Linked DNA regions of Mus musculus: all the other regions are linked to region 2. Evidence: chromatin contacts called from public Hi-C, HiChIP or PLAC-seq and promoter capture Hi-C data. All regions are on one chromosome and are shown on one strand. The core of a region is the stretch at or near the end of the contact, and the rest is flanking DNA. Distances in the headings are between cores, read along the strand shown. Region 1 holds the start of Ccl25 (chemokine (C-C motif) ligand 25). Region 2 holds the start of Trappc5 (trafficking protein particle complex 5). Region 3 has its middle 20 kb from the start of Ccl25. Region 4 has its middle 24 kb from the start of Zfp958. Region 5 overlaps Cers4 (ceramide synthase 4). Region 6 holds the start of Zfp958 (zinc finger protein 958). Region 7 holds the start of Cers4 (ceramide synthase 4).

What was found. Promoter capture Hi-C pulls out the DNA fragments that hold promoters and counts their contacts. A called contact is a pair of places that touch in the nucleus more often than the background predicts. HiChIP or PLAC-seq counts read pairs in DNA pulled down with a chosen protein or histone mark.
Region 1: a contact with region 2 is called in an H3K4me3 HiChIP or PLAC-seq map of embryonic stem cells, with 4 times the contacts expected there. The contact joins the promoter of Ccl25 here to the promoter of Trappc5 in region 2. A contact is called at or near these places in 4 of 39 promoter capture datasets (embryonic stem cells and stem cell-derived epiblast-like cells), 1 of 484 Hi-C or Micro-C datasets (embryonic stem cells), 7 of 115 datasets of contacts at active chromatin or transcription factors (embryonic stem cells, large pre-B cells, pro-B cells and 1 more) and 1 of 9 other capture datasets (embryonic stem cells).
Region 3: a promoter capture Hi-C map of embryonic stem cells shows a contact between it and region 2, with 4 times the contacts expected there. The contact joins the enhancer-like site here to the promoter of Trappc5 in region 2. A contact is called at or near these places in 10 of 39 promoter capture datasets (the C10 cell line, the HPC-7 cell line, embryonic stem cells and 2 more), 1 of 484 Hi-C or Micro-C datasets (embryonic stem cells), 7 of 115 datasets of contacts at active chromatin or transcription factors (the SCID.adh cell line, embryonic stem cells and large pre-B cells) and 1 of 9 other capture datasets (embryonic stem cells).
Region 4: a contact with region 2 is called in an H3K4me3 HiChIP or PLAC-seq map of embryonic forebrain, with 8 times the contacts expected there. The contact joins the enhancer-like site here to the promoter of Trappc5 in region 2. A contact is called at or near these places in 3 of 39 promoter capture datasets (hippocampal neurons, pre-B cells and stem cell-derived epiblast-like cells) and 2 of 115 datasets of contacts at active chromatin or transcription factors (astrocytes and embryonic forebrain).
Region 5: a contact with region 2 is called in a Hi-C map of Sertoli cells, with 5 times the contacts expected there. The contact joins the enhancer-like site here to the promoter of Trappc5 in region 2. A contact is called at or near these places in 5 of 39 promoter capture datasets (embryonic stem cells, hippocampal neurons, liver and 2 more), 2 of 484 Hi-C or Micro-C datasets (Sertoli cells and cumulus cells), 4 of 115 datasets of contacts at active chromatin or transcription factors (embryonic forebrain, embryonic stem cells and stem cell-derived neural progenitor cells) and 3 of 9 other capture datasets (embryonic stem cells, liver and pancreatic islet).
Region 6: a Hi-C map of rod photoreceptor shows a contact between it and region 2, with 2.3 times the contacts expected there. The contact joins the promoter of Zfp958 here to the promoter of Trappc5 in region 2. A contact is called at or near these places in 7 of 39 promoter capture datasets (the 3T3-L1 cell line, the HPC-7 cell line, embryonic stem cells and 4 more), 6 of 484 Hi-C or Micro-C datasets (B cells, CD4 T cells, cerebral cortex and 2 more), 9 of 115 datasets of contacts at active chromatin or transcription factors (the SCID.adh cell line, astrocytes, embryonic stem cells and 3 more) and 3 of 9 other capture datasets (adipose tissue, embryonic stem cells and liver).
Region 7: an H3K4me3 HiChIP or PLAC-seq map of stem cell-derived neural progenitor cells shows a contact between it and region 2, with 2.7 times the contacts expected there. The contact joins the promoter of Cers4 here to the promoter of Trappc5 in region 2. A contact is called at or near these places in 3 of 39 promoter capture datasets (HPC-7-derived erythroid cells, hippocampal neurons and pre-B cells), 3 of 115 datasets of contacts at active chromatin or transcription factors (embryonic stem cells, large pre-B cells and stem cell-derived neural progenitor cells) and 1 of 9 other capture datasets (embryonic stem cells).

Annotation. Positions count from the first base shown.
Region 1 is chr8:4,348,263-4,350,962 of GRCm38.p6, forward strand. Ccl25 (chemokine (C-C motif) ligand 25) reads left to right here and starts at 1,326. Exons shown (of 6, transcript NM_009138.3): 1 at 1,326-1,393; 2 at 1,510-1,632. The coding sequence starts at 1,560.
Region 2 is chr8:3,675,223-3,677,922 of GRCm38.p6, forward strand. It overlaps Trappc5 (trafficking protein particle complex 5), which reads left to right and starts at 1,255. Exons shown (of 2, transcript NM_025701.4): 1 at 1,255-1,381. Gm45231 (a long non-coding RNA gene) reads right to left here and starts at 1,177. Exons shown (of 2, transcript XR_870093.2): 1 at 1,005-1,177.
Region 3 is chr8:4,368,691-4,371,390 of GRCm38.p6, forward strand. It overlaps the pseudogene Gm7434. Among named protein-coding and RNA genes, the nearest start is that of Ccl25, 20 kb to the left of the region's middle. Within about 2 kb of position 1,346, at least 47 of the 459 cell types and tissues checked have an H3K27ac peak or open chromatin away from gene starts, as enhancers often do.
Region 4 is chr8:4,587,422-4,590,121 of GRCm38.p6, forward strand. No RefSeq gene overlaps it. Among named protein-coding and RNA genes, the nearest start is that of Zfp958, 24 kb to the right of the region's middle. Within about 2 kb of position 1,255, at least 21 of the 459 cell types and tissues checked have an H3K27ac peak or open chromatin away from gene starts, as enhancers often do. A contact at or near this core is called in embryonic forebrain, where this site is marked.
Region 5 is chr8:4,511,040-4,513,739 of GRCm38.p6, forward strand. The region is part of intron 1 of Cers4 (ceramide synthase 4); the gene reads left to right. Among named protein-coding and RNA genes, the nearest start is that of Cers4, 19 kb to the left of the region's middle. Within about 2 kb of position 1,387, at least 83 of the 459 cell types and tissues checked have an H3K27ac peak or open chromatin away from gene starts, as enhancers often do. A contact at or near this core is called in Sertoli cells, embryonic forebrain, embryonic stem cells and 1 more, where this site is marked.
Region 6 is chr8:4,611,918-4,614,617 of GRCm38.p6, forward strand. Zfp958 (zinc finger protein 958) reads left to right here and starts at 1,253. Exons shown (of 4, transcript NM_145591.5): 1 at 1,253-1,361. The coding sequence starts at 1,359.
Region 7 is chr8:4,492,146-4,494,845 of GRCm38.p6, forward strand. Cers4 (ceramide synthase 4) reads left to right here and starts at 1,260. Exons shown (of 11, transcript NM_026058.4): 1 at 1,260-1,445.

The sequences.
Region 1 (2,700 bases), core at 76-2,575, 670 kb after region 2:
GAGGTTCGGAGTGTGAGGAATACCCAGAGAAAGGACGTGTCGCTAGCTGCGGATGCGAGTGATGAAAAGTTAAAAGCGGTTAGTTGTGAGTTCTTGTGGCAGGCCTCCCCGTTCCTCCTCCCCGCCCCGTCCAGCCCCGCCCCATCTTCCTAAACACTTTGCCCCTATCCCCCAGAGGGTCAAGTTAACCAAAGGAAAGAAGAAATGCTTTCAAAATGAATCTTGTTTTGCTTCCTGCAGACAACAGACGCTGTCACCTGGATCCTGGCTTCACATTCCAAACCAGAACATTACTTTCTTTCCAGTGTTGTGGTTACAAACAGTTTTGTTAGAATGGCTTTCATTCCGTATCACTCACTGCCCCACTGAAAGTGTACCTTTCCAGACCGGGAGCTGGCTGAAGGAGTTTGCTGCAAAACTTGATGACCTTACTTTGATTCCAAGCTCCACTGACTCTGCAAAGTTGCCCCCAGATCACCATGGTTCTCATGTCCCCAGCCTCCCAAATAAATACAATTTTAAAAGTGGGCCAGCAACTGGAATTTTATTCAGCAACTAAAAAATAACATTATGGTCCAGCACTTGGGAGGCAGAGGCAGAGGCAGTCGGATCTCTGTGAGTTCAAGACAAACCTGGTCTACAAAGTGAGTCCAGGACAGCCAGGGCTCTGTTACGCAAAGAAAGTCTGTCTCAAAAAAAACAAACAACAAAAACAAACAAACAAACAAACAGGAAAAGAAAAAGAAAGAAATTATGAAATTTCAGGAAAACGTGTTAAGGCCAGGACAGAGCAAGAGAGCAAGAAAAGGCAAGATGGCTCCGTGGCTCAGTGAGTAAAGGCACCTGCCACCAAATCAGATGACCTTTGTTTCATCCCCAAGACCCACAAGGTGGAAGGAAAGAATAGATTGTTGTCCTCTGACCCCACAGATACGCCATGATTTATGTGTGCCCTGTTCTCATGTACAAAATAATAATAAAAATTAGAAATAATAAAACTTTTAAACGCAGCTAACTATAAAAAGATCCGTGAGGAGATGGAATAAAAAGCTTGTAAGGGAGAGGGCTGCGGACAGTATTGGACCTCACATAATAAGGTATTGGGAGGGGATACTGATTGAGAGGCCTGGCTGCATAAAGTGCCTCAAGGTTCATGGGGCAGGTAACCTGCAGAGACAGATGTAAAATAGGACTTGGTCTATCTGAAGGAGAGAGAAGTCCCAAGTCTCACAGAGCTGGTAGAGAGGAGGAGCAGGAGGAGGGAGGGAGAGAAGAGAGGGGGCAGGTCACTGCAGGGTGGGGCTCTGACTATAAAGAATGAAGCCAGTTCACTGATCCCATAGGCAATACACGCTACAAGCAGGCACCAGCTCTCAGGACCAGAAAGGCATTGGTGAGTCTTTTTCTGACTACAGCAGAGGCTAGAGCAAGTCCTTTGCCATCTGCCTCTCTTTCAGAGAGTTCCAGGGGTGGCTTGAGATACTGATGTCTTTCCTTCCACTTTTATAGGTGGCCCCCTTAAACCTTCAGGTATCTGGAGAGGAGATCTAACCTTCACTATGAAACTGTGGCTTTTTGCCTGCCTGGTTGCCTGTTTTGTTGGGGCCTGGATGCCGGTTGTCCATGCCCAAGGTATTGTCCTTAGCTATACCTACCTTGCCCCGGTTTGGGCATATTGCTTTCTCTTCTCACTTGTCCTTCTCCACTTGTTGAAGTCTCCCTGTATTCTGTATCCTTTGAACTCTTCAGTGTCTCTTGGGAGGTTGGGCATAACAAGAATTCCTGGTACTACTGGAGGTAGATGGGTAGAGATGAAGTGTCCCCAGCTACTTACTCCCAGATCCCTCACTTTCATTCTGAAGTGCTTCCTTTGCAAGACTCAAGAGGTTTAGGGGCTGCAGGAACCTGAGGGTGGATTCCAATTGAGGAGAAATTCACTTAGCCAGAAATGCATTTTGATGCCCTTCTTCTGCCTAGTTAGGGGATGTGAAGTTAAGCTCAGAACCCTGAAGACTCTCCAGACTGCATTCCCTGCCTTTCCTCCCTGTGTAATCTAGGCAAGGGGCTAAGATTATTCTGTGTGGGACTCAGTGTCCCCATCTGCTAAGCAGGAATGAAAATTTAAGGATCCAATGAACTGCAAAATACTCTCAGCTGCAACAGGATTCCCAGCCCTGTGGTCAGGGAACCATCTTTGTCTTCTTTCTTGGCCTCCTGGAAAGCAGGTACTGGAGGATTCAGTTACCCAAGGCCAGTTCTCAGGGGCATGAAGCATCCCCCAAGAGTCCTGTCACTGGGTGCTTCATCTCAGAAAAAACTGTGAAGTCCCAGCAGGTGTCAAGGCAAAATCCCAGGCCAGGTTGAGGACCAGGATCCCTGCTTTTGCCTTGCCTGCTCTTCTACAGACAGGTCGTGCACCTTCAAGCTTCCACCGTACCCATAGAAAGCCAAGCTTGGCTTTTTTTTTTTTCCCATTCTGCTATCTGGGCCACTCCCAACCTCTGCCCTTTGATCCTGGGAGAAAAATGGCCCCCAGTGTTGGAAAACACCTGTCAGGGATCCCTGAAGTCCCATTTCTTATCTGACACCACTGCCCCTTGTCCTCAAGAGCCAAGGTGGAGCAATGGCAAGGAGGATGAACTCTGTCCCTGAACCTCTACTAGGCTCTACTTGTCCTCAGATCGAGGAACCCACTGTCTT
Region 2 (2,700 bases), core at 5-2,504:
GGGTCAGGGAGGGAAGAGAGTCAGAGAGAGTAAGAATGTCTTCCTGTGGGGTCATGCTCTCCCCTTCAGCTTCTTCAATCCTTCCCCTAATTCAAACATAGGGGTCCCCGACTTCAGTCCAATGGTTGGGTGTAAGTATCTGCATCTGTCTCAGTCAATGCTATGAATTTTTAAATTAAGCATATGGGGCAGTGGCATGGTTCATCTGTAAAGCACTTGCCTAGCCATTGTGAGGCCCTGGGTTTCATCTGCAGCATTGTAAAAGACATAATTAAACCTGCACCTGACTTATGCAGGTTGGAGATATGAATAGACTCCAGGAGAAAATGACCTACATTCTTTCTGCCGCTTGTGTTTCCTCTTAAAAAGATCAGCTAAACACGGGAAGCTCTGGGCACATATATCACCTTAATTTTGTTGTCATCTTGGTCTACATAGCAAGACTGTTTCAAACAACCACCAACCAACCAATATACAGCACAAAAAATTAAGGGGCTGGGGAGGTGTCTTAATAGATAAAGTACAATTGTAAAGATCTGAGTTTGATCCTGAGTACCTACATTAAAAAAAAAAAATTGCTGGGTGTGTTGGTCACACCTGTAACCCCAGAACTGCCAGCCAGTGAGGTGTTTGTGGGGCAGACAGAAGGATTTTCTGAGATGCTTGACAGCTAGCAGAAATGGTTACCCCAGGTCCAGTAGTTAGACCCTGTCTTAAAATAAGTTCCAGAGCAATAGAGATAGACTCAGTGTCAACCTCTGGTCTCTGCACACAGGAGTGTTGGGCACATGAGACACACTGACACACAAAGGGAGGATAAGGATGGTCAGACGCCTCCGCAGGTAAAACTACTACTACTTCTAAAACACTGCAGCTACACCATCTGTGAAAGATGGAAAAACACCCCCAGATCAAGCGTTCTCCTTCACCCACTGGTAAAAAAAAAATCACGTGTCAGGGGAAATTGCGTGTAAATACATCACGTCTACAGTTCACGTACTTACATACTTAAGAAGATACGTGCCCGAGGGCATGCACGTGCTCCTGGGATAGAATACTTTGCATACTACACTCTTGCTCAAAAGCCAGCTTTTATAGCAAGATCTCATAGCCCAGTGCCCACCAGCGTTCTGCGCCGCGGGGCTTGGACACGGGCGCCCCCTTGCGGCCCCTCTCGGTCACCGCATTGCCCCGCCCTCCGTGCGCAAACGAGCTAGCCCGCGCACGCCTGCGCACTCACAGGCCTTTTACGACGCCATCAAGGAGTTCCGCTGACCCGCCCGCAGCACAGTTCCGGTTGAGACCTTTCCCCGCCCGAGAACCTTCTCCGGCGCGCTCGGGCCTCGTCTTTTTTTCTGTGCGTCCGGAGCAGCGTTCCCGGGTCAGTCTGCTTTGGGTTTCCCCTGGGGGTGATGCGGGTTCCGCGGTCCCGGCCGGGCGTCCTAGAGCAGCCCAGTCGAGCATTCTGCACGGTTCCTTTCCCCAGCTGGGGAGCCGGACGGTCCATCCTAATCTCCCAAGACCTGGCCCGTGGGACATGCTTTGTAGGGGAGGGTTGTCGGCTCCAATCCATTCTCCAGAAGCCATGAAGGCTTCACCTGGTGGTCTCCATTCACTGTTGTGACTCCCGGCTGCCGGCACGGGAGGCCCAGAGGCTCTCACCGCTTCCTCCTGCCTCCTCCACTAGTGTCCCCATCATCCGTGCAGTTTTCTAGAGACTTTGTGGGAGTATGAGTTCCGACGGGATCTCTTTTAGAGTTAAGGGTCACCGTGGAAACGGCTTCCTTCATGACAAATAGACACTTCCGCCGCTCCCCAACCTCATGTTACAGGGTTGGGAATTTTTTGCACCCCCTCCTGGCTTGGCCTTGGCTCACCGGTGTCCCTTACTGTCACATACTTTTCTAGCTTTCCTGGAGGGGTTGGGCAGGAAGGTCTCTAGGGTAGTCAGAGCTGGAGCACATGCCGGCTAGGGAAAACATAATTGACTGTCCTTTGTCCCCTCTCCATTCACCAATGTCCCGCCCCCGCTTTAAAGACAGAGTGTATTAGTGCTTTTCTCCTTCTTGTTGTGGTCATATATACCCGACAAAAGCAACCAGAAGAAGGAAAGGTCTGTTTATTCGGCTATTGACACATGGTTTCAGGAGCATGAGGCCGCTGGCATTGCATCCACAGTCGAATGCTGGCGCCAAGATCACTTCCTTCTTTTTACCTTAGGGTGGTGATGCCTGTATTCATACTGGGTCTTCCCTCTGGAAATCCAGAGACGTGTTTTCATGGTGATTCTAAATCTAGGTCGTGAAGACGAACCATTGCACAGGGTCTCACTGTGCTCTAGGCAGTCCTGGAACTCACCCGGGCTGGCCACTTTCTGCCATCTTACTGCCTCAGTCTCTGGAGTGCTGGGGCTGCAGGTGTGCTCCTCCAGTTTTGTGGCCTCTCTGTATTCCACCTTTTTGATTGATTGATTGACTAATTAAATTTTTTTGAGACAGTTTCTCTGTGTAACAGCTCTGGCTGTCCTCAGTCTCACAGAGATGCCTCTGCTTCCTGAGTGCTGGGATTAAAGGTGTGCATTCATCATGTGTGGCACCTTAAGTTTTAACCATTCCCCTGCCACATGCCAGCTTCTTAAAAATTACATTAAAATTTTTTTTAGATTTATTTATTTACATTTAAAAAATTTATTCATTGCAT
Region 3 (2,700 bases), core at 96-2,595, 690 kb after region 2:
TCCCTGGTCTTGGTCTCCCATGGCCTAGCTAAAGGGTGCTGAGGCCATCCAGGTGATTAATTCAGAAGAAATCTTGATAGTTGCTTCTGACAATAACATAGCCGGTATGGCCTTACAGACTTTCAAGAGCGGGCCAAAATTCCAAGATATGCTTGACCTGGCCCAGGTGTGAGATGTACAGGGTCAAGGGTTCTTCTGTGTCAAGGGTGACTGGGTTCACCTAGGGGGATGGAACTGTTAGGTGAGTTGTTGGAGACTGTGTAAATAAGGATGGAAGAGGGTAGGGGACTAAATTTTCATGTATGCTTGATTCTTGGCTTTGTCTAGTCATCTATTCACAAGGCCAAGGTCAGCTAAGGATGAGGACATAGCAGCAAAGGCTAACCCTCGTTCTTTGATAAAAAACAAACAAGCAAACAAACATGAGAGACTGAGAAGATGCCTCAATTAATAAAATGCTTGATGTGCATGCCTGAAGATCCGAGTTCAGATCCCTAGTTCCCATGTAAAAGGCTGAATGTAGTGATACATGCCTATTTTCACTGGAGGGGGAGACAGGAGGGTTCAAAGGGCTTGCTGGCTGGTGGTATAGTCAAATGGTAAGCTCCAGGTTTATTGAGCAACCTTCTCTCAAAAAATGGAGTAGAACAGGGTCCACCAGATGGCTCAGCAGGTAGACCCTTTGCTACACATACCTGAAGTCCTAAGTTTGATTCCCTGGAACCACGTGGTGGAAGGAGAGAGAATTAATCCCTACAAGCTGCTCACTGACTTCCACATCCACGTTGTGTTTATGTCTGCGTACATAGATACAATCACCACCACTACCACCAAATAAAAGTAGTAAAGAAAAGAGAGGAAGAAAATAAGACAATGATGTTCACTTCTTGTTTTCAGATGTGGTATATATCCATGAAAACATACACACACACACACACACACACACACACACAGGACACTCAGATATACCAAAAATAACACACACACACACACACACAGGACACTCAGATATACCAAAAATAACACACACAAACACACACACACACACACACACACACACACACACACACACACACACACAGAGCAGTTAAGGGATCAGATGCTTGCCTTGAAGGCCCAGCAAGCAAGTCAGGCAGATAATAATCAGGCTCTAGAGCCCTAACGTGATTCAGAGGCAGCCCAGCTGATTGGTCTTATAAGCAAGGGTCTTTTTTTTTTTTTTTAATTCCCAAAAAAGTATGTTTCCAAAACTTGCCAGAATCTGTGGAGTTACAGAGAAGGTATCCAGCTAGGACAGAAAGAGAGCAAGGAGTGGCTTCAGAAGTGGCTTCCGCTGGCTTCCAATGTACTTCCTGTATCTGGCTGTCTTTGAGAGGACTCTGTGTGTAGATGACAAACCTTTCTTTATTTGAACTCTTCTGAAGTGCCTTCATGGTTCTGGCAGCTGGGCAATGGACCTCCACAGCAGGCCACCCCAGGCTGGATGATGTATCTAATTCTACAAAGGGTTATCTGTGCTTACTTTCCCCCCCACTGTGGGCCCTGCTGTGCCTGTGTCCTTTCATTTATATGCTTGTGGACTGATCTGGTGTTACATTTCAGAGAAAGCTATTTCAGTCTCTGCCCTTGCTTTAGGGAAGTCTCTTTGCTGAGGAGCGTGGCTCAGATGTATGCTCTTACTGACACCTCTTGGAAGCAGTGGGCATTACAGGCAAAACCACTGCAATACCCCCCACTCCACAGCATGCTGTGTCTGTCCACTTCAGGATCCTTGGCAACCATTCCGCCCTCACTGAAAACTAAAGGCCAGCAGCACAGCAACAAATAGCAGTAAATGTGGAAGTTGGTGTGCACATACACATGTGCCCACTGGGATGCATGAATCTATATGAGTATGGTAACCATGTGAGTATAGCTAGCTCTTCATGTGCACAAACATAGTCAACCCTCTCTATCCACAGATTCTGCATCCTCATATTCAATTGTCTATCAAAGGAACTCAGACGTTAACTCTGAATAGGCAAATAGCCCTGATGGAAGATTAGGAGTGGGAAGGTGGTTGTTGACATATGGACTCCATTTTGATACAACACAGAGAGGGGACTTAGTTATTCACCGAAAGGGAACAAGAAGGGATTAGGTTGACTATGGTGGTGCAGATTGTAAGGAAAAACTAGTACTGGAAGAACTGGATAGCAAAGATGAAATAACACAGAGGCTAGGAGATAGCTCAGTTGGTAAAGTGTCAATCAAATGTAAGAATTAGAGTTTGACACCCAGCACTCAGTAGAAAAATGCCAGGTGTGGTGGCACAAATGTATAATCCAAGTTCTGGGAAATGGAGATCCCAGGATCCCTGGAGGTCACTGGCAAACCAGTCTAGCTTAATTGGCAAATCCTAGGTGTCTCAACCAGAAATACTGCATGAACACATAACAAACAACACAACCAACCACCAGCCCAAGGTGGATGACTCCTGAGGATGGATACTTGAAGTTAACCTCTGGCCTCCACGTATATGTGCACCTGTATGTGAGTGCAGGTAAGATGGGAGGCCATACAGAGGGTGGCTCTGTGACCTAAGCACTTAAAATCTCTAACTCCCATGGGGAAGGGGAAGGACAATCCTGGCCCTGTGGTGGTTCCATTCGGGCCCTGCCCTCCACTTCACCTTTAGAGAATAAGCCATCTCCAACAAAT
Region 4 (2,700 bases), core at 5-2,504, 910 kb after region 2:
ATTCAATGTCCATATGGTCTCTAGCAGAAGATGTGGCCCAAATTAGTGTGTATCACCATGCCTGAATCTGGGACTTGCTTTGTCCCAGGGTGATCTTGAACTCAAAGATCTCCTTGCCTCAGTTTCCTGGGATTAAACATATGTAGTACCTTGCTTGGCCCTAAGCTTTTCATGGCTGTCATGCCTCAAGATGTTCATGCCAAGATCCAGATCAGAAACTTATGTCTTCCGGCCTCAAGATCTGGATTGTAGTTCATTCCAGGTATAGACAAGTTGACAACCAGGAATAGCCACTACATATGTTTAAAGTCAAATCTTGTTGCACATTGTATAGATTTTAAACTATACCCAATGAGCAACTTATTAATCTTTAGGTAAAGAGTTTATCTAATCTCAATAATCTCTCTTTCTTTTTGTGTTCTATTTTGAGGGCAGAGTGCAAAGAAATCAGGTACACAAGATTTGTAAGAGTGGGGAAGTACAGCATAGAGAAAAGAGACTTGGAGAGCACAGAACAGAGCAAGTTTAGGTATAAGATATTTGGAAGTCATTTGTCTGTGGTAGTGAGAATTTGGAAATCAGGTGTACTAATTTGTAGCTTTTAAATGAGGCCAAGCTGTTGTAATAAAATCTGAGTCCATGAAGGAAGAGAGAATGCTTACCTTGGTTTGGGCTGGACTCAGAAAGCGAATAGTGCAGTCCAATTAGACAGGCAGTGAGAACCAGAGACGTGTGGAAGACACAGTGGGCTAAAGAGTCGGACTCTAGAGCTTGGAAGCCAATTCACAGATAAGTGATCCATCCATACCTCTGCAGCTGCAACAGGAACACGGGGAGAGGTAAGCAAGGCTCTGTCAAGGCAGGGGACTCGCTCAGGTTTGTGGTCTGAGGCCTTGGAGGCAAGGGTCTGCCATTGTGATCATCCTTGCTAGTAAGACCTGAACTGTAGCCACAGAGGGAGGGATGAGAGTGAAGTTCCCCCAAACCCAGACTTAAAGAGTTCAGGCCACTTGCCAGAAAAGAGGCAGAAAATTTCAGGATCACACAGGATGCTAAATTCTACAGTGCCCTCTAGTGGTCATTTGGACTAGTTACTGTGGCCAGGCCGCAGAACAAAGGAAAAATCCAGCGTTTGGGGCACCAGGTCTGAGAAATTTTCAGTTTGGATAAATTTTTGCAGCAGGCACCCCTGGGGCATCTGGAGATCGATTTTAGGTCTCTCTGTGTTCATTTTCCCCGCCTGTGCCTGGGGTCGCCCAGTGGGAATTGTGGTAGTCTGGCAAAGGATGTCTCTTAAGATCCACCCCCACCCAACAGAGACTCTGTTCTGGAATGGGCCTTTTGGATCCTGGACCCAAAAGAAGAACTAGTACTTAGGTGGCAGCTGGGAAAGATTACTCAACCCAATTTCAAAGTCGATTGTGTCAGGTAGAGAGGAGGATGAGAGGAGCAGTCCCTATGTGGCCAAGAACTGCTTGGCCCACTGTGTTGAAGGCCTAACATCCCTTGTAAGGCTGGACCCCAGTCACTCACTGCACAGACCCTTTCCCAGGGAGCAGGTCTGGATTACTGCAGAACTCTCAAGTGGATCAAGCAAGAACACTGCAATTAGTTAGGGTTCTCTAGAGTCACAGAAATTATGGAATGTCTCTATGTATTAAGGGAATTTATTGTATTGACTTGATTTGGTTCAACTAACCCAAAAAATGGGCAGGTGTGAACAGGAAGTCCAAAAATCTAGCGGTTGCTCAGTCCCACGAAGGTAGTTGTTTTATCTGGTCCAACAGATGTGCAAGCAATAGAAAAGTCTTTCTCCTTCCAATGCCTTTATATAGACCTCCAGCAGAAAGTGTGGCCTAGTTTAAAACTGTGTACAATCATGCCTGGATCTGGAACTTGCTTTGTCTCAGGCTGGCCTTGAACTCAGACATCTTCTTGCCTCAATCTCCTGGGATTAAAGGCAGATACTAACTTGCCTAGGTCTAAGCTTTTCATGGTCACTCTGCCTCAAGATCTCCATGTCAAGATCTGGGAAAAAAAAAAAAAAAAAAGTCCAGTGAAAGGCCCAAAGTGGGATCCAGCTCAAACAGGAGGTCCCAAGGCCTGACACTATTACTGAGGCTATGGAGCATTCACAAAAAGGTACCTACCATGTCTGCCTTCCGAAAGACCCAACAAGCAGCTGAAGAGTCAGATACAGTTATTTGCACCCAACCAATGGACAGACGCAGCTGATCCCTGTTGCTGAATTAGGGGAGGCTGAAAGATGCTGAGAAGGGCTATCCTGAAGGAGGACCAGCAGTCTCAATTAATCTGGATTCCTAAGATCTCTCAAACATTGGACCACCAAACAGGCAGCATACACCAGCTGGTATGAGGCCCCCAACACACACATACAGTACAGAACTTCTGGGTCTGTGTTCATTCAGAGATGCTGCACCTAACCCTCAAGAAACTGGAGATCCCAGGGAGTTTAAAGGTCAGGTGGAGTGGGGTGTGGGTACAACGATGTGGAGACAGGTAGGTGGGAGGAGGTATGGGATGTGGAACAGTCGCTAGAGGGTAGATTCGGGGGATAGGGTGGGGGTAGGGAATAAAATACGGAGTGTAAAAAAATTACTACTACTACTACTACTACTACTACTACTACTACTACTACTAAAAGATCTGGGCCAGAAGTCTGTGTCTTTCAGCCTCAAG
Region 5 (2,700 bases), core at 137-2,636, 840 kb after region 2:
TCTCCTCCACCTAGAGGAAGGTTGGGGACAAGCGCTCCCACTTACCGAGGTCCTGGGTAAAGTACTCAACAAGCTGCCTCATTGAGAATTGAATTGGGAGGGGGTGATCAGGGTTCAAGTGTGGAGGGCAGAAACATGGCAACCTCTGAGGGGGTGGGGCAAGGCAGAGTCTTAGACTTAGGGCCTTCCTTGAGATCTTTGTGAGATGTATTCTGGACCTTCAGTCTGTCTGGTCATCAGCACTTGCTGGTTGCCCTGGGGGGAGCCAGGGTCACTTGGAAAGGACAGCTAGGAGTCCAGTGCAGGACTGGCTTTAGCAATCTGAAAACACTCCCCTCATCTTGTAGAGCCCCTGATGTGTTTAGTTCTAGGCCTCTACCTGCAGGAATCAGGTGAGCCCAGGCAGGAATGGGCCTCCCCAGGAAATGTGTCAGGGAGGTCTTGATTGATTTACTTTCCCATAATCTTGTTTTCAGAAAGACAGAAAACAAAACAAAGCAGTTCCTGCTCCCTGCAAAGTTCTGGTGGTTGATGAGGGGTACTGGTGTGATAGGATTTGTGGTGACAGCCTGTGCTCCAACAAGCCAGAATTGGCAACTTATTCCCCATATGTCAATTAGAACAGCCAAATTAACAGTGAAAAGCAGATTTACTCAGTGTGGCTACATTGTGAAGTGGGACAAAGAAATTTAGAGACTCTCCCAAAACTGTGTTTGGGGTCCTAAAGGGAGGTGAAGAGTTAAGTAGAGGCCAGAATTATGGATGTCTAAGCCATCTCAGTCAAGGTGTGGTCCCGTCCAGTGCTGTCTGGGTTTCCTGTCTTCAGCGAGGTGGTCTGACAAGTTGTTGGCAAAGTGTAAACCTCATTCCTGGAGAAAGTTCTCCTCTGTTGGCCCAGGCTTTAGACTTTCTTCTCTCCCAGCTGGAGATTCCTGGGGGTTGGGGCTGGGGTTGAGGGTGGGGGGAAATTCCAGTTTCTTGGGGCTCATTGTTTCAATACTCTGATAGCCAAAGTGAGGGGCCCAAAGTGTTTGTTTAGAGTGAGTTTATCCCTGTTAGGCTGGTTACAACAGGACTTTCCGAACAGCTAGGATCAAACTTAAACACACAGCAGTCCCCAACCCCCACCGTAGGCAGGGCAGGGTAGGATATTTAGCTCTTTCTCCACTCCCCTCGCCTTTCTTTTCTCCCTTCCTCCCTGCCTCTCTCTTCCCTTCAGCTTAGCTGGTCCCTATGCTGGGCCCCTTAGCACAAAGCCCTGGTCTCTCTCCTCGAGGGATATTTTTAGTCAGTAAGAGGGATTATCAGCTGAGTTCCAGGTGGAGGGGCCTGGCTGGGAGAGGAGCCAGCCGGGCTTCAAAGAGCTGGCAAGCTGAGGGAGAAGGGAGAAACACAGGGGTAGGAGGGCCTTGAGGATAATAAAGGTCGAGACCGGACATGTTGGCGCAGCAACCTACACTGACTCTTTGCTTGACCTCGCTCACATTCATTGCCCTGTAGGCTGCTCTGGCCTAACCCAACTTGAGCACAAGGCATAGAATTTAAGGGAAGGACAATAGAGGTCAGGAGGGTTTCCAGGCTGAGAACTGCCTAGGAATCACCTAGAAAACTGGTGGTGATGCACATTTTCCATCCCAGAACTGGGGAGGCAGAGGCAGGAGGATTTTGAATGCCAGGATATTCTGGGAGACCCTGACTTTGAAAACCAGGTGCTGGGGGATGTGGTGGGGGTGGCTCACTGGTGAGTGCTTGGCTAGCATCTGACGGGCCATGGGACCTATCCCGGCACTGCAGACGCAATATATTTCTAGCATCTTCCAGTAAGGAGCTGGAATTGTATGGCGCATCCTTACCTAGAACCCACCAGGAGGGCTGGACCTCCCTAGGCTCCTCTTAATAAGAGGCTGGGAGGGGGGATGGTTCAGCAGTAGAGCACAGGCTTAGAATCTACCATTGTGGATCTGGGAGTGTGACTCAGTGGAAAAGACCCTTTCTAGAATCCCCCAGTGAGGGGCAAGGGTCATGTCTTCGTGGTAGAGTGCCATCATAGGACTGGGGTTGTGGCTCAAAAGTAGATTGTCTGTCTAGAATCTACCAGTGTGGGGCTGGGTGTATGTGTTATTGGAGAGCATTTGCCTAGCCTGGTTCTGGGTTCCACTCTCAGAACTGGGAGTGTGGGGACCTGAGGAGTGGAGCATGAAGAAGAAAAGCACCCACTGCCTCGTGGCACCTTTGCTCTGCAAGCAAGAAGACACTCACAGAAATGCTTCTGATTCCAGTGCTGGGGATTAGAGACAGGGGGATCCTGGGTACTCACTGGGCATTCCAGCCAGCTTGTAAACTATAGGTACAGTGAGAGAACCTGGCTCAAAAAAATAAAGTGGGAAACAATTTAGGAAGATACCTAGGGTCTACCTCTGGGCTCCACATGTACATGCAGAGCTCGTGGACTTGCCCATGTACGCATAAACCACTCACCACACAAAGCATCATCCAGAAGCTGCCACATACCAGTGACCCCTCAGTCTTTCTCGGACCACTTCCCTCCCCCAAATCATTACTGGCACTGTTCTCACACGGCTGTAGGCGTCATTTCCAGCCACTTATTAGGAATGAACTATTGTGGATCCCAGTTACAGATGGGAAAACTGAGTCACAGAGAGAGCAAGGCATCTGCTCCCAAGGTTACATAACTGGTAA
Region 6 (2,700 bases), core at 3-2,502, 940 kb after region 2:
TCAGCTAGCTGTTAAAAGCCCCCTACTGTCACTGCTCGGGGTCTTACATCATCGGAAGTAGGCTTTGGTAAATTGTTTAAGGAAGCCTTTAAATAAAAAGAATTAAAATAGTTTAAATTTATGCTTTGAAGATTTACAAAAAATCAGGTACTAAATGTTAAACAATAACTGACCTTAAAAATGTATTAATTTCTTCTTGGAAATTTGCCACTAGCCTTAGATGATTTTTATTGTGCCAAATAACAATGATGTTACTGAAAGGAAATAAAACTGTAATTCATGTAATGTATGTTAAATAGCCCAAAGAGTTGTTTGTGAGCTTTGAAACCTGGGGCTGAGAACACAGCAGAACAGACCAGGACATGCCCGGGCAAGCCCATCGCCTCCCTAGCTCCCACCCCTCTGACCTAAGTTAAATGTTACAGGCTGCTGATGTTTAAATGGACCAATCATGTGAAACCGCGCCAATTCCTCCCCCAGCCCCACTCCTTTTCTATAAAAACCCCTAGCTTCCAAGCCTCGTGGTCGAATCCACTGTCTCCTGTTGTGTGAGATACGTTTCGACCCGGAGCTCCGCCATTAAAAAACCTCTTGTTGTTACATCAAGGTGTTGTGTTCTATTCGCGATTCTTGGGTGCACGCCGAATCGGGAGCTGAGTGGGGGTTTCCCCACTGAGTTCTTTCATTACCTGTTCTATCCGTGATTGCGTCAATGAACACACTTTTTGAGAAGTTGTAATTCTTGGATGATTCTGTATTTTATTGTGCCAAATGACTATGATGATATATGTTCTATCTGACTGCTTCACTGAACACATCTGCTCAGAGTTGTAATATTTGTTTCTTTATGCATAAAAACCCTTGCATGAGGACTGCAAAATATATTCAGATTCAAACTGCCTCTGTGTTTGTTTTGTCACCGCCAAATCCTTACCCACCTAGCCTTCGAGGATCCTCTTCCCAGGAACCCTCATACCCGACTGGGGTGGTCCGTGGCAGGGCCTCCCTAAGGGCTGGCTGTGGTAGCTATTGGAGGACAAGAAAAAGTGCTATTGAAATGCGAATCTCTGCATATCTGGGAAAGGTCGGTCCTCGGCGTGGAAGCCTGGCCCAGGAACCACTATGCTCTGTCTCTTTAACACACTCTAACCCAAAGGGATGTGTTCCTGTCACTCAAGACTCATTGGCCAATCAGGTTCTCCAGGAAGGCCTCTCAGTCAGAAGAGGCGGGTTCTTCCGGGTGCCATACTGCAAGTCCAGCTCCGCCGCTGAGAAGCTCGAACGGTTCCGTGTGACGTGCTCTGTGTACTGCTGTTTGGTGCGGCTAGGAGAGCTCAGGCAAGCTCTGCAGTCACGGCATGGTGAGAGCAGGGTCACTTCCCCACGGCAAGGGGAAGAGCAGCCGGAGTGAGAGTGGTGGGTCCTCCCCAGAGGCTGGGTGGGAAGGCACAAGGACTTTGGAAATGCGGATCTTTGTATATCTGGAAATGGTCTGGCCCTGGACACTTCAGCACGCTCCAACCCTAACGGAGGTACTCAAGATGTTCAAGACTTGTTGGTCAATCAGGGCCTGCAGGCACACCTGCCAGTCAGAAGAGGAGGAGGGTCTCCCCCCCCCCCCCAGCTCCCCCGGGGTGCCCTGCTGCAGGTTCCGTTCTGTAGCTGAGCAGGTTTGACTGATCTGGTGTGCTGTGCTCTGTGTGCTGCTGCTGGATGCTGTGAGGGGAAATCAGACAAGATCCAAAATCTTGATATTGTGAGCGCAAGGTCATAGTCTGCAAAGGGGAGAAGCAGGCGACTGAGCAGCTGGGAGCTGGAGTGGTAGGTCCTTCCTGGGGCTGAGTGGGAAGCGGCAGCCTGTTGCACCCCCTCTGGTCTCTAGTCACTCCCTGGACCTCGTGGTGGCCTCAGAATTACTTCACTTTGGAGGCTGGATCAGTGCATTTGAAGCAGGGTCTTCTGTGTAGAAACATCCTTGGCAGGAAGACAAACTTGGATAGCCCTAGTTTCTCTAGTGTCTTCTACAAGTTCTTAGCATTTAACATTTAGGTGTAAGATCCATTTGGAGTTAATCTTGTGGAGGTTGTACAAGGTATCTCAAGTGCTGTGTAGCAGCACTCCAATATCTAGCTGTAATGTAGAAGATGATGTGAAGTAGTTACCAGTGCTTAGAAAGAGTAAGTGATATCAAATAATTTTTTTTTCTTTGCTTTTTCGAGACAGGGTTTCTCTGTGTAGCTCTGGCTGTCCTGGAACTCACTTTGTAGACCAGGCTGGCCTCGAACTCAGAAATCTGCCTGCCTCTACCTCCTAAGTGCTGGTATTAAAGGCGTGAGCCACCACCGCCCGGCTATCAAGCTAAGACTTCCTACAGAGAAGTAGTATGCTAACCAGACCTGTTAGAGATTAAGATGCTAGGATACACATGTTTGTTGACTAGGATTGTCCTGAAATATGGTTCCAAACCATAACAAAGGACACTCCCCTGATTTACAACCAGCCACTAGGTCTAAAAACAGGCCTCTATCAAGCTGCTCTCAGGGGGCATTACAGGGTCATAACCAACTGGTTAAGAGCACTGACTGCTCTTCCAGAGGTCCTGAGTTCAAATCCCAGCAACCACATGGTGACTCACAACCATCTGTAATGGGATCTGATGCCCTCTTCTGGTATGCATGAAGACAGCTACAGTGTACTCAT
Region 7 (2,700 bases), core at 10-2,509, 820 kb after region 2:
TCCAACTTTGGTTGTAACTTCCACTGAACATTTCTCCATGACCCTTGTACACTCAAATCCTCCACTTCTCTGTGGACCTCTGGCTTGTATTTCCATGTCACTATCAAGATAAGTGGCTCCCATGGTCTAAGTGCTTGGGAATACCCTGTGTGACTTTCCTCTTTCACATTGGCATCTGGTCTATATATCACCCTTGGCTTATCAAACTCAGGGACACCTGTATACTAGACAAGCAGTCTACCTTCTGAGCTAGGCTTGATGTCCTTATATTATATTCTCTTTTACAAAGATGACAAGTTATTAGAAGTCTCTTCTAACTGCTTGCCCTAGAATTGTCTTTCCTCTGGTTGTACTAGGCAAGGAGAGGCCAACATCCTCCTGCATTATCCTAGGTCAAACAGTGGAAACAGCTATCACCCACTCTGACTTGTATCTCAGCTTAATCTCTCAGATCTTGCCTGATCTTTGCACCTCACAAAACCATAGCCGACATATTAATGTAATCTCCCTTCTCCTTTTCAATCCTGTGGACAGCTTCTTGGTGGGCCCAGGCCCAGCAATCCTCTAGGTTGGTCTGACCGACTCCAAGTACTGATGCCCTGGGGTGCTGAGGCCTGCAGAACGATCCAAGCTTCCTTTGCAGAGCCTAGCAGTGCATCTGAGAAACAGAGTGCAGGCAGAAAGACAAGCCAGAGCATCACAAAGAAGAGACCTAGAACTGGAAAACAAGATCCAGAGAGAGTGCCTAGTAGACGCTGCTGGGTTAAAACGTCAGAGATATGCTCTGCAGAAACCTACAGCATGGCTGGAGAAAGGCCAGGTGCCCACAACAGCCTCCGGTCGGGGCGGGGCCTGATAAGGCTGGACTGGGCTGGGGACCAGGCCTTGCCAGTTAGAGGAAGAGGCTGAAAGCAGGGATTGGGGTGAGGAGTAGCAGACCAGAGGTTGAGTGGAGTTGGGGGCGGGTCCTGGTGGCGGCGGCGGGTAGGGGGCTGTGGGCGGGGCCTGGAAACTGAAGGAGCTGGTAATAGTCTAGGGCGAGGCTGGAGGGAGGGTCCCAAGGTGCAGGATTAGGGGCTCAGGGCGGGGTCTGGAGGAGACAAACGACTATAAGGTGGGGGTCTAGGGAGGGGCCTGGTGGCGTGGGGGCGAGGCCAGGCCGCCGGTTGGGCAGTTTAGGACTCAGGGTTTTGGACCAAGCGGTTCTTTGGCCCACTGGGCCCGACCGCACTGAAGCCACGCCCTTTTCCCCTGCTCAGACCACGCCCAAGGCCCCATCAAACTCCTCCCGGAGGCCCCCTCCGGTCCTATTTCCTCCCTCGCGGGTGGAGGCTCTGTAGCGAGGAGTTTCTCGGCCCAGAGCGGTCTGCGGCTTGTCTAAGGCATCTTCGGATTAGCTGATCTCCGCACCGCCTCGGCCTGCATCTTGCTTTCTGAACCTCCAGGTAAGCAATCACCCCTCTCTGGGGGCGCCGCCCTAGTAGATACCCTCGAAACATTCCTCTCCTCCAGGGCTAAGAGCAGTCCGGCTCGGAGCCAAAACAGTCATTTAGTTTCCCATCATTTCTCCGACAAGGTATTTCTCAGAGTTTCCCATCTGGTCGGGGATCAGGTTGCATTCTGATCTGAGAGCTGTGGTGCCCCCATGGAGCAGGTGCAGGTGGTGGACATGAATAGAAAACGCGCGGGAGAGAATGGGGGTTGTCGTGACGTGGGGAATCCGGACATGTGAACAGGCACTGCGCCACAGGAATGTCTGTCACTAGAGAATTTGTACGGAGCGCCTGCTGGGTGCTACCGACCCGACAGGCGAAGGCCGAAGGCCGCAGACACAGAGATTCGGGAACCACGTAGACCCAGCCTCTGGGAAACAAGGGAGTGTGTAGAGCACTATCCAAATCCTGGAGGAAGGAGGTTGAAGTGTTGTGAGGAAGCCTATGGTGTCTGAGGGAAAGGGGCAGCCTGTCATGAGGGCACCTGCTATGGAGAGCTTTCTGGGCCCAGGCCACAAAATCCTAGGGAAATGGCCAGGCTGGTGTATTTGCAGACCAGAAAAGAGGCTGGAGTGTATACAGGGAAGAAAGGAGGTAGGGAGTGGTTGACCAGGGCTTGGAAGACAATGAGGAGCCCACAGCTCCATCCTCCGGGCTGTGTGTACAAGGGATGTTTAAGGCAGCAAGCAACAGCCATCTGATTGTGTCTTGAGAGGAAGACCCTGCCCTATGCTGGGAAAGTTGAAAAGACACCAGGGCAACCTGGACGTCTGGCTGGACCCCTGATGGAAGGTGCGTGAAGTGATAAGAGGTAAGTTAGAAATTCTGTGTTTCCCCCCAAGAATTGTGTTTCATGCTTGTTTGGAAGTGAGATGTGAGGAAGGTCTGTGTGAAGCTTTCCGAGGTGGTCTTCTGAGAATTTGGAAGGGGCCTTATTTTATTTGGGGGAAGGGCTAGGTTGAATCTAGGGCCTCATGCTAGACAAGCACTTTGCCGCTGCAGCACTTTGGTTGCTTCCTTCCTTCCTTCGTGTGTGTGTGTGTGTGTGTGTGTGTGTGTGTGTGTGTACGTGTGTGTGTGTGTACACTAACTTGTGGTGTCAATGTGTGTATGCATGTGTGTGTGCATCTATGTGTGTGTGGAGGCCAGAGATTGACTTCTTATGCCTTCCTCTCTCACTCTCCATATTAGTTCCTGAGACAGGTCT